Linked DNA regions of Mus musculus: all the other regions are linked to region 4. Evidence: chromatin contacts called from public promoter capture Hi-C data. All regions are on one chromosome and are shown on one strand. The core of a region is the stretch at or near the end of the contact, and the rest is flanking DNA. Distances in the headings are between cores, read along the strand shown. Region 1 holds the start of Snrk (SNF related kinase). Region 2 holds the start of Higd1a (HIG1 domain family, member 1A). Region 3 holds the start of Ano10 (anoctamin 10). Region 4 holds the start of Acaa1a (acetyl-Coenzyme A acyltransferase 1A).

Region 1 (3,130 bases), core at 126-2,625, 2.8 Mb before region 4:
ACTGACAGCCAGAAAAATTGCTATGTATTTGATGTTCTCTGAAAGAAACTTGTCTAATTAGTATGTTTAATTAACACACATACAGAATTGTCTTCAAGAACCCAATTCCAAGAGAAATATTTAACCAGACGCTGAAGACAGATTTCTCTGAAGGGAATGGTTTTATAAATCTGGAAAACACTGTAACAAGATTAGAAATTAACAAGTTGATTACATAATCCTTGACAACCTGGGCTTCAGACTGCACCGATACGAACTGTGATAAGTTAGGGATCAATTTGGGACAGTGTCCCAATCCCTACAAAGAATCCAAACTGAGCCTTTTGACCCTGGACAGGAATCTGTTGGAAACTCAGCAGAAAGAGCTGTACACCTGTAGGTCCATCGCTTACTTCACCTTAAACCTGACAAAACACTTCAAGCATCCAGGTGGTTTCACCAAGGCTCCTAAGACTTGGAGAATACGCTCATTTAAACGGAAGGGAAAGTAAGAAACCTGACAGCCCAGAGGCCCTACAGCCTCTGACTTCTACAGTCTTAGGAACCCCGGAGAGAAATTCCCCAATGCATACACGACCCGAACTCACAGCGAAGCTCCTAGGTTGTAGCTGACCCCACTGTTTAAGAACATCACAGCTGGAGGAAGCCTAAGCTTAAAGGGCTGCCACTCTCCTGGCTCCCGAGTCCAAGCAAAAGGCAACAAGGTGTTTGTTTTTATTGCAAATGGTTCGGAAAGAAATCAACAGGCGATGTCTACGGAAAAGAACAGCGTCTCCTAACGCGAAAAAATCCGAGCAGTCCCCGGGGAGCCGCACCGCTGCCCCTTCCGCAGCCGAGCGCCCTTCTCCGTAGACAACCGCGTCCCCGAGCTATCGTGAGGCGGCGGCCGCCCGGCTCTGCAGCGGGACTCGCGGCCCACGGGGAAACTGAGGCCCGTGGATCTCGCGTCGCCCGGGGCCCGCTGCGGGCGCGGCGCGGGGCCGCGTCGACTCCCGCGCTGCCGCAATCCCGCGGCGGCCGCAAGGGCAGGGCCGGGCCGGGCTGCGCGAAGCCCGCAGGCCGGGCGAGCTCGGGGCCGGGGTGGTGCCGCGGGCCGCGTCCTCTGCGCAGGGCACCCCGGGCCGAGCGCGCAACTTACTTTCCGCCTGCGGCGGCGCCAGCCCAGCCCCGCTAAGGCGGCCGCTGAGGAGAAGCGCAGACCCGGCCCACGCTCCCGCGCCGCGCTCGCCCTACCTCAGCCGGCAGGCGGGCATCCGTCCGCAGCGGCCGCGGCGTCGACAACTCCCTCCCGGCCGCCGGAACCCCGCACCCAGGGCTAATCATAATACCGAGCGGGCGGCCGGGGGTGCGGCCGCGCTGCGCAGGCGCGGGCCTTGCGTCATCGTGACGAAAGCGATGGGGTGGGGTCTTGTGTGAGGGCGGGGCCTTGGGTCGGGCGGGGCGGGGTTAACCCGGCGCACCTGCAGGCCAGCTCAGGGTCTACTGGAGGGCGTCCTGGCCCTGGCCTGAGCACATCCTACTCTGGAAAGAATAGAGATTATGCAGAAGGAAGCGCCAGGACGATGGACAGCGGCAGCAGGCATAGCAGCTAGAGCTATAGCTTTCAGGGGATATTGGAAGAGATCTTGGGGCTGAGGGCAAGGAGCACATGCGCTTTATCCATCAATGTTCACCCTATCTCCCATCTAGCTTGAAGCAATGAGAGACAACAAAATTAATATACATATGCACGTGCATATATATATATATATATATATATATATATATATATGTGTGTGTGTGTGTGTGTGTGTGTGTGTGTGTATCATATATACACAAGCATGCATACACATATGCACATATATATATATATACATACACATTTCTTTACTTTTTCTTCTCTCTGGGAATACATTTGAAGAATTCTGTTGCTTTTGTTACCACTAAAGCAGAAAGAAGCAAAGCCCAACACCTGAATGCAGGCTTGCCTCTAGAGTCAAAAGTCACTGGCCAGGCCAGGCAGCCTCTGAGAAACAACGTGGAGAAGTACACAGCAGGCACTAACTTGGCTGTTCATGGTTCTGTTCCAAGATGACTCAGAAAGGGATGTTAGTGGTGGCAGGACAAGAGGGAGGGAACTCCCAGCTCTATCTCCTGGAAGGATAATGAGCCATGGAGACTAGTCCTCTGGGGCTCCTGAAAAGAAGCCAGGTGCCAGGTTTCTCTCCCCTACTTTTCCTTCTGTGTTCCTGCATCCACAGAAGAAGAAAAAACACACACACACAAGCAGAATGAGCTTCTTACATGTCCAAGCCTGACTCAACTGACTGGACAAAAAAATCTAAATGGCTTTTGCCATCTCTGTTGGTCAGAAAATGGCAAGTCTTCTTCCTTCCTCCCTTCATTTATTTATTTGTTTATTTATTTATTTATTTATTTATACTACAACATCCACTTCGCATGCCTGAAGATGGCTGGGAAGCAGAATGACTGGGAAGGTGGTCTCGATCTTCTGCTGAAATGTGTGCTTAGACCTTCAATTATCCTAATGCTTTAGCCCTGGGTGGCAAAGTGCACATAGGAAAACCCCAGCATTGGCCTCTGCTCACGCAGGCCCCACCTGACTTAGGATCATGAAAGGACAGTGTCATTTGACGTGGAAATGTTTTCTTTTTCTTTCTTCATGTCTCTCTTTCTTATTTTTTTACATGTGTGTGTGTGTGTGTGTGTGTGTGTGTGTGTGTATGTTCAACATCCATGTAGAAGTCAACCTGTAGAAGAGAAAGCTCTGTCTCTTTGTCTGACACCACATGGGTCCTAGGGATGGAACTCGAATTAGCAATCGAGGCAGCAGGCACCCCCACCTGCTGAGCCATCTTAGAAGCTCTGCCAGGGAGATTCTAATTTAGACACACATTGAGCAACCGCTCCTAACTAGGTCTTGCACAATCTGCTCTTTTGCTGAAAGACCTTTGCCCTCTGGGAACTGTCACTAGTCAGGGACACTGTGGCCAATGAAGGAATAAAAGCATCACTTATAATGGTCTCCCAAGGGAAGTCCAGTAGCCAAGTTTGTACCCCGAAAGAACATTCATAACATAGGACAGTGGCTACAGCACATGAGCCCTTGAAATGGGGTTTATGTTGCTAT
Region 2 (2,918 bases), core at 400-2,899, 2.5 Mb before region 4:
TTAGCAAGAGATTTTAGAAATTGAACAAAGTGTTGGTGTAGAAAACAGTTACTCCAGGCAAGGCTCAGTCAGCCTCAGCAGAAACTCAGAGCAGGGCACTGCCGATCTCCTATGGAACATGCTTTCTCTAGTCAGGTCTTTCTTCGTTTACCACCACTGACTCCTGCTCAGCAAAGCTGTGTTTAGCACACCCATACAAAGAACATACTTTCAAAGACACAAAGCTGCCACATATCCAAGGTATGGAAAGCTTTATTTCATTTTTGTTCTTTGAACCAGGGCTTCTCTGTGTAGTCCTGGCTGTCCTGGAACTTGTACTGTAGACAAGGAAGGACTTGAACTCTGAGATCCACCTGCCTCCCTCCTAAATACTAGGATTAAAGGTGTGCACCACCATAAAAGTTTTATTTTAAAAATATGTGTATCTTGCCTGCATGTATACATGTATGTGCATCATATATACATGCCTGGTGCCTGAAGCAGTCAAAAGAGGGTTTGAGTTCCACTGAGTTGGGATGGTTGGGAGCCTCACGTTGAGTGTCAGGAACTGAACCTGGATCCTCTTGTAAGAAGAGTAACAAGTGCCTTTAAATCACTGGGACAACTCTCCAGCCACAGGCATAGAGTTTTATCATGTATAACATGGAATGTTTCCTACATATGACTTAACTCAAATAATTTTTAACCTGTGTTTGATCCTTGGAACCTGTGGGCAAAGGAAACAACAGGTCCCTTCATGTTGTCCTCTGCTCTCCACACATTTGCCATAGCACATGTGCCCCTCCCCACAATAAATAAAATGGTAATACAAAATTTTAATATTCAGTCATGACACCTGTTATGTAGTTATTGGAAGGTGGCTCATAAGACTACACCAGCCTTCAGGAAATTCAAGAAACGTATTGAGGGCCCAACAAGATGGTTCACTGGGTAAAGGCCACCAAATCCCACAATCAGAGTTCTAGCCCCAGGGTCCAGACATTAGGAGGTGACTGGTGAAGGTTGTCCTCTGACCTCAGCAAATGTTCACACAAGTAAATGTAATAAAATTAGTTTACAAAGAAAAGAAACATTGAGGTATGGGGAAGTTAGAAAGTTAGCCGATTCACTGTGGTTCCTCTTGCCAGTTTATATAATCGGTGCACAAAGGGGGAAGAAGCCCTCTGCAGAGCTGCCTCTGGCGGGGCAAGGGGTGGGCAGGGTAGACAAGACGGAATCCTTTCTCTTGTCCGTGGTTGGTGCTCTATTCGGGGTGAGGAGACAATTGTTCCTCTCCCTGAAGTCACTCAAAGTTGAGTACCTACCAGTAGCCTACCTCTCTCAGAGGCCGCCATGTTCTGCTACGCTGAGAGTCTTGGACAGACACGTCCCATAGTGGGGCTGTCGGTGTCTGCCATCCCCGGAGCCCACACGAAGCCCCGCCCCGGAAGCTGCCTGCCCCATCAGACTCCTCCCCAGGCATGTGTGAGGTCACTGCTCTCCGGCCACCACCAGCTCCGGGGAGGGACCCAAAGGCGCCCCGACGGCGCATGCTCCCGCTCGGGCGGGCCGCTCGGCTCACCTAAGCCGGTCTAGCCTGCGTGCGTGGCGTTCGCGGAGCCCAGCGAACCGGTCGCGAGAACCTCGAGGCAATTGGGGTTGGGAGGCAGCGGCCGCCAGGCGGCACCGCGCCAGCACTGCCGCCCAGGCCTCACGTCTGACACGAACAGCGCGCGCCGCCACGAACCGGGCCGGCCCCCCAGCCAATGGGCGCCGCGCTACAAGTGACCACGCCCACCGCCCCTCGCACGTAAAGGGAGTCTCTGGCCCGGCCTCGCCGGCTGCTGGCTTCTGATTGGCTGGGGCGAGCAGTGGCCGCAGCAGGCGAAGCCGGTGTTCTCGCACTCGGGTGGCGGCCAGAAACCGGCAGGACTGGAAGGGACCCCGCGTCTCGGTGAGTGAAGCGGGAGCCGGGCGGGAGGCGAGGGCTGCGGGGCGGGGGGTCCCTCGGGTGGGCGGAGGACTTGGGGTCCCCGTCGGCCAGTGCATGTGGAGCCGGAGGAAGGAGGCCGGAGCTTCTGGAGCGGATCGTGGCCGAGGGAACGAGAGTCGCGGAGGAGGCAACGATGGCAAACGGGGACCGGGCTGGTGCCAGCTTCGGGGATCCCGGGAGCAGTGGGAGGAGAGGGAGAGGGAGCGCGATCGCACGGGTCTAGGAGTCTGGACAAGGTCACAAGAAGGTGGGAGGTGAGGCAGGGCGCAGCGCTCGGGCACCTCGGCCTGGCCTTCCCGGGCGCCACCCGGGGTTTGCGCAGACCTTACGTGACCCTGTGTCACCGGATGGAGGAGGGAAGGCTGTGGCGGAATGCGAATGCCCCTGACAAGGGAACGGGGTGCAGAGATCACAAAAGCACGACTAAGGTTCAGGTGTGCCAGCCGTCCGGGTGACTCGATTCTGTTCTCTGCTTCCCTCGTTTATTCCTGGGGTGGAAAGCAGTCCTCTCTTTGAGGGGGTGATCCCTACCCGGGAATCTGCTTCCCGGACTACTGAGGCCCCCTGCAAATTGACAGTTTGGATGCAAATTCTTGACAGGTTCAAAAGGTTCTCGGTGCTCCTGGAATGTGCTAGAAGGTCTTCTCTGCACAGTATAACTTGAAAGGGCTTCTTAAGATACAAATCCTAGTGTTGTGCCCCTGGCCGTTTGAATCACAATCTCAGAGAAGCCATTTTGCACAAGCTGACAGGTAACTTAGGCAAAATCAGAATTTAAAATTTACTATTTTAGGTAATAGTTCTTAGGACCAAAGGGACATGCTGGGAAGAGTCTTCAGCTGTTATATCACCTGATGCCCAACCATTTTCTTATTTACCTCTTCTAGGTTGCCATGCCTTTGGAAAAGTGTGTCAGTAGTTATGCCTGGCCTTACAGAATAATGTG
Region 3 (2,900 bases), core at 398-2,897, 3.0 Mb before region 4:
GGACCACTGTTCTAGAGGAAGCAACTGGAAAGAAGGACTCTTGGGAACATGAGAGCATGGAGCCTTGCAAAGGGGGTTGTTACATAGCAAAGAATAACTAAGACATGCCTGTCCTAGCCTGCTTCTTTGGTTGCTCCAATAAAATTTAGACCAGAACTAACGTGGGAAGGAAAGGGCTTATTTGACTTATAGTCCATCATTAAGGTAAGCCAGGTCAAGAGCTCAAGGCAGGGTCCTGGAGACAGAACTTGAAGCAAAGACTACAGAAGAATACTGCTGCTTACTGCCTGCTCTTTTAAACAGCCAGGTTCCACCCTCTTAGGATGGTACCACCCATAGTGTGCTGGGCCCTCCCACATCATCAAGAGAATGCTCCTCCCTACCCCCCCTCCCCCCCAACACACAAGCTCAAAGGCCAGTCTGATGGAGGCTGTTCCTTAATGTGATTTCCTCTCAGGCAACTATTGGTGTGTCAGGTTCACAAAAACTAAGTGGCATGGCACCATGACTCAGGCTCACATCTTGTACTTTGCTTTGAGATGGAGATTCACTACATTGCTCAGGCTGGTCTCTAGTTCCTCAGTTCAAGTGATCTTCCAGCCTCAGTCTGCTGAGTATCTGAGACTACAAAAGTGTGGGCCACCAACACAGCTTAACTAAATTTTGTTAATTCAGCTGTGATAAGATTACTCCCAAGAGGGCTGGGATAATCTCTTCCCTAGGATGCACAAGGCCCTGGGTTTAATCTCCAGTATAAAGACTATCTGAGCAAAAAGGATTTAATAGATATTCCATTAAAATGATTGTTTTTCAAAAAATTTCAAACATTTCCAATCAGATACCAAAGAATGAAGTTATATGCAAGGATGAATGTAAGTTCAGGGGCTGAGAAAATTGGAACTCTCCAACTGAAACCCACAAGTCTCCTGAGTCGTCAATTGACTCTAATTGTTAAAGTTCTGAAAGATTTGCCTTGGTTTTCAGAGAGAAGAGAGCTTCAGAATTCTGCTGAAAACCAGCCAAGAATTGCTCCTTAAGGCAGAGAGGGGGCTAGGAGGACAACCTCCAAACCGGAACACCCCCAGGGGTTGGGGTGAAGGCCTTGTCCCCTGGAGGAAGGCAAAAACTGGAAGGGTGTGGAGGGTGGAGGCTAGACGGTAGAGGGTAGAGGTGGGCAGGTGTCTGGATTCTGGTCTAAGAGATTAAGAAAAGGAAAGCGTAAGGAGCCTTATCCTTTCCCTTCCATTCCCTACCCAGCAAAGCCAAGACCCAGCCCGCACCCATACCACCACGAGGACCGCTAGCGAGGCCCCACCCCTCCGGATGAGGCTCCCTTTCTGCCGTGAGTGACAGCAACCCAAGCCCCACCCCACTCGCCACAGCCCCGCCTTTAACATGTCTCTCTACAACGACAGCTGATGAGGCCACGCCCATGCAGCACCACCACATCCCACCAAAATGAGAACCTTCATGGCCCCGCCCCTTCCGTCGCGGCCCCACCCCTCTCCCGAGGGTCAGCCAGTGAAGCTTCACTCTGACACCTCCGCCCCCCTTCCTCGGGACTTACAACTGTTAAGGCACCGCCCCTTTCACGGTGATCCCGCCCCCCACGCCGAGTGACAGCCGGAAGGCCCCGCCCCTCCCGGTCGTTGACGCCTCCTGTCGGCCAAGGCGCCACGCCCCGGTCGTGTATCCAGTCCGCCTTAGCGCCGCGGGCCTGGTTCTCCCCGCTCCCGCGGTCCCCGAGGACGCCGCGTGGGCGGCCGGTGAGTGGGGAGGGGCGCAGTCCGTGTGGTGGGCCCGCTGGGGATGCTCCCCCCCCGCGACAGGGAAAGAGCCACGGAAGCACTGGTCAGGGCTGGAGATCCGCAAGGGTGTGAAAGCCGGCGGAGGCAGGGGGATGTCGGCCGGCTCTGGATTTGCGTCAGGCCTGGAGCAGGGCCGTCTCTGACTGACCATGGGATCCCGGGGTGTCGGGCTGCTCTGATTGACACTTCGGGGAAGGTGCCCGGTAGCCTTGATTGTGTCACACCTCGCGGTCTCTCTAGGGTTGTGAACAGATCCGGTCTGAGGTTTCTGACCGGGCCCATTGTGCGCTTTCCGTGATAGGTGTCGCATGACTCCAGTGAAGGGTGCAGAGCCCTGTCCCTACCCGAAACCCTGTTTGTTCTTTCCCATAGCTGAGGCGGTGCGTAGACGGTCTGACTGAAGTCTCTTCAAGTTTGTTCCCACTCCACAGTTGAATCGCAATCCCTTAAACCCTGATGTTGTAATCGAATCCCGGCAGTTTTAAAAGTTTCAGGTGCACTGTGAGTGGCCTGGTTTCCATTTAAAGTCACAGTAACCTTAGAGGACTAGATATTTCTAAGGACTCTTTCTGTCTTTAAACAATTTTAAATGCAACCGTGCATCCCTTAACCAGGGTAAACTGGGAGGGAGATGCTTGCTGTTTACCTGGCATGAACGTCCGAGGGCACTCACACAGACAAAGAGGCTGTGACTTTACTAGGCATATAGTTTTGTTTTCTGGGGTTTTTTTGTTTTGGTTTGCTTTGGTTTGGTTTTTGGTTTTTAAAAATTTTTGTCTGTGCGTTCGTGTTATTGTGAGTGCAGGCAAACGGATACACACAGGCTTGTACAGGACAGAGGACACAGGTGTGGGCCCTTGCCTCCCACCGTGTTTGAGATAGGATGTCTTTGTGTCTTTTCATTTTTGCTGCTGTGCTGCCTGTTCCAGGCCATTCAGCCCTATGGCTTCTTAGGGTTTTACTGTCTCTGTCTCCCATATCACCTGGAGTTGGGATTACAGAAGCACTCTACTGCGTGCTGGAGTCCAAATTTAGGTCCTCTTGATGAGAAATGAGAGATGCAGAATATCAGACAGGCATAGACAAGGCCTG
Region 4 (3,003 bases), core at 281-2,780:
CACCTACAGACTGGTTAATCCCTACCAGAGGGAAAAGAGTTACCTCAGAAATTGGGCGATGCGTGCCATGACAGCCCCGGCTCCTGGCTCAAGAACATTGCCTGTAGATAGAAAACGTATTCAGTACCAAGTAGTGTCCTGCATACTAGGGTTCAGCTGGGAGTCCCAGAGAAGAGACATTCCAGATCTTTCTTCCGGATCACTTTAGGGTTTTCCCAGGCTCATGTGAAACTATAAAAGTTCAGTGTGTGGAAAATAGGGAGACAGCTACCCAACAGCTTGTCATCCACCTGTCCAGTGATGGAGGGCCAGAGCATGCTCCTCTAAATCACAGGCTTGGGGGCAAGGGCTTGCCTGGTAACAGGAGAGACTCTAGAGTAAGAGACACTGTGCAGAGCCATGGGCAAAGGGAGTCTGCAACTGCTCACCTCCCCAAGTGTCCTCCGCCAAGCCCTGCGTTGCTGCAGGGACGAGGAACAGGCTGGCACCTCGGGACAAGACCGTGTCCTACTCTATGTTCTAGTTCAGGTAAAGCAGGGGTTAGGACAGGGTGGGGGTGAATCCATCTGCACCTGTAACCCAGGACACCATGTAGGTAGAGAACTGCGTTTTCTCACCTCCTGCAGTCTCCAGGAACATCTAGGCTTCTGTGGTGACCCCCAGCCATAAAGTTATTTTTCATTGCTACATCAGAACTGTAATTCCGCTACTGTTAAGTATCGTAATGTAGATATTTGTGTTTTCCGATGATCTTAGGCGAACCCTGTAAAAGGGTCCTTCAACCATCCCACTTAAATCGGTGGAGTCTGTAGTCTTGCTCAGTGAAACCCAGGTTCTCGGAGAGAAAGTGAAGCTTCGGGAGGAGGGCGGGGGAGGGCCGGTGCAGGACCCGCAGGGGAGCTCACCCACGGAGATGTCTCCCAGCTGCTCAGGCTTTAGCCTCACGTCCTGGAGAACCGCGGTCAACACGGCCGACAGAAGCTCGTCGGGGGTGGTGTTCTGCAGGGCGAGGCGCAGCAGCGGTGAGCCCAGCTCCCGCATCCCCGCCCGGGGACTCTGCGGTCACCGGACCCCCGACGGCAGAATTCCATCCGCGCTGGCCGCCTTCTGCTCCCCTCGCCCGCCCGAGGGGCCTCACCTTGAAGCCTCCACGGCTGGCGCGGCCGATGGGGGTGCGCCGTCCGTGCACCACCACCACGTCGGAGGCCGAGGCCTGCGGGAACCTAGCGGAGCAGGGCGCAGCTTGCAGCGCGGAGCTCGACTCGGGCCGGCCGGCCAGGTGGCCCAGCACTACCTGCAGCCGATGCATCGCGGAGGTGGGTCCTACCTACTCGTTTAGGTTCTGGGTGCAGAGCTTTAGGAACAGGAATGATGGCAGGCGCAGGCGCAGGCGCAGGCGCGGGCGCAGGCGCAGGACAGCCTTCTACGTCGCAAGGCCTGAAAGGGGATCACAACCCCGGTAGAATGATACTGCGAGAGGTAGGATGGGGTCTTTAGAGGGCCTGCCCACTCCTAGGTACAACCAATTAGATTAAGGGGAGTCTGATTGAGGGCCGCCCACTCACCCCTTGCCCCAGAGTCCCGCCCAACGCCCGTCCTAAGACGCTTTCTCTCCACTCAAAGCCCCGCCCGCCAATCCTACGGAAGCCAATCGTAATGCGCACTCTTAATCCTCCTTGAAAGGCAGACTGGAAACTTCCAAGTTTGCACAACCTTTTGTAGACATTGGGGAAGGAGGTTTCCCAAACTTCTGGTTTCCTAGGATGAACTCAGCCTCAAGGGAGTCCCTCCCCTTGAGCTCAGCGCGCAGCCGCGTAGAAGGCGGAGCCCGGCCCATGGCTTCTCTGCTGAGCTAGCCCGAGAAGACCCTTGTCTCCCATCAAAATTTGCTGTGCTCAGCCCCGGGTCCCAAAACCGAGAACTGAGGACCTAGAAAATGTTGAGGCACCTAGTTAAGCCCCAACCGGGTTGGCTGTCACAGAAGCTCTCTCAGAAAACAAAGTAATTTTGGGTTCCGGGCTGGTGTGAAGAACCGATTAAGGTGCTGAACGGCAGGCAGGTTCTAACTGTAACGTGCCCCACTCGTCTTAAGCCTGTTGATCTACGTTTGTTTGGGATAGTGCCATTAGTGCCCACATTCCCCTAGGAATTCTACTAAACCCGGGGATGGGGGTGGAGGGTGGAGGGAGACCCAGTATTGGAGATTGACACCTAAATAGATTAACCAAGTGAATTAACGAAAAAATCTTCCTTGGGTCTAGACCCAACGTTAAAGAGTAAGGTGGTAGGTTCCGCGTGTTTTTTGCAGACCCCGGGAAGGTAGTGCTGTTTGTCTCAGAAAACAAAGGACAAGATACCCTAAATGCCAATTTATGGGCAAGGTCGTGGGCTTTCCCCTTTAAAAAGCAGAGTCACAAGTGACATCAGATAGCTAAAGGTAGACTGAGCCTTCGGGTTACTACTTCCGAAGCCAGTCTGTCTCTTCCCTCCCTACTACCAGAATATAAATTACTGTACAGAAGGGCTGTAACTCCTTCAAGTCCTAAACAAGGCTGATTGAGCTAACCATGCATAATAACCACTACCAGATCGCCTAGTCCATCCACCTTGATCGGTGGGCCAAGGCAGATGCCAGAGGCGGTTTATATAAATTCTCACACCTTCGAGGGGAGGTGAGCAAACGTTAGAAGCACAAGTGGGTTGACTTTTAGGCTGGGTAGTTCTGGCCCCGTAGTCTAGATTCTAGCAAAGGGCGGAGCTTCTCGGAAAGCGAAAGAAGGAGGGGCTGGCAGGAGACTTAAGGGAAGTAGGAAACTCCACAGGCGAGCGTACTGGACGGCACCGGGGGCCCAGGGTTGCCTGCCATGTCTGCGGGAGACCCCCGCGTGGGATCCGGGTCCCTGGACTCCTTCATGTTCTCCATACCCTTGGTCGCGCTTAACGTGGGAGTGAGGCGCCGCCTATCGCTGTTCTTGAACCCTCGGACGCCCGTGGCGGCCGACT

The links. Promoter capture Hi-C pulls out the DNA fragments that hold promoters and counts their contacts. Capture Hi-C pulls out chosen DNA fragments and counts their contacts.
Region 1: a promoter capture Hi-C map of pre-B cells shows a contact between it and region 4, with 6 times the contacts expected there. The contact joins the promoter of Snrk here to the promoter of Acaa1a in region 4. A contact is called at or near these places in 1 of 39 promoter capture datasets (pre-B cells) and 1 of 9 other capture datasets (liver).
Region 2: a promoter capture Hi-C map of adipose tissue shows a contact between it and region 4, with 2.9 times the contacts expected there. The contact joins the promoter of Higd1a here to the promoter of Acaa1a in region 4. A contact is called at or near these places in 2 of 39 promoter capture datasets (liver and pre-B cells), 1 of 115 datasets of contacts at active chromatin or transcription factors (extraembryonic endoderm stem cells) and 1 of 9 other capture datasets (adipose tissue).
Region 3: a promoter capture Hi-C map of liver shows a contact between it and region 4, with 2.6 times the contacts expected there. The contact joins the promoter of Ano10 here to the promoter of Acaa1a in region 4. A contact is called at or near these places in 1 of 39 promoter capture datasets (pre-B cells) and 2 of 9 other capture datasets (adipose tissue and liver).

The regions. Positions count from the first base shown.
Region 1 is chr9:122,115,511-122,118,640 of GRCm38.p6, reverse strand. It overlaps Snrk (SNF related kinase), which reads right to left and starts at 1,375. Exons shown (of 8, transcript NM_001357775.1): 1 at 1,234-1,375.
Region 2 is chr9:121,856,527-121,859,444 of GRCm38.p6, reverse strand. Higd1a (HIG1 domain family, member 1A) reads left to right here and starts at 1,649. Exons shown (of 4, transcript NM_019814.5): 1 at 1,649-1,933. It overlaps Gm47112 (predicted gene, 47112), which reads right to left and starts at 1,698. Exons shown (of 1, transcript NR_168944.1): 1 at 237-1,698.
Region 3 is chr9:122,293,170-122,296,069 of GRCm38.p6, reverse strand. It overlaps Ano10 (anoctamin 10), which reads left to right and starts at 1,647. Exons shown (of 13, transcript NM_133979.3): 1 at 1,647-1,766. It overlaps Gm26797 (predicted gene, 26797), which reads left to right. Exons shown (of 5, transcript NR_168548.1): 5 at 1-160.
Region 4 is chr9:119,339,821-119,342,823 of GRCm38.p6, reverse strand. It overlaps Acaa1a (acetyl-Coenzyme A acyltransferase 1A), which reads right to left and starts at 1,530. Exons shown (of 12, transcript NM_130864.3): 1 at 1,139-1,530; 2 at 906-999; 3 at 44-101. The coding sequence starts at 1,309. Myd88 (myeloid differentiation primary response gene 88) reads left to right here and starts at 2,806. Exons shown (of 6, transcript NM_010851.3): 1 at 2,806-3,003. The coding sequence starts at 2,865.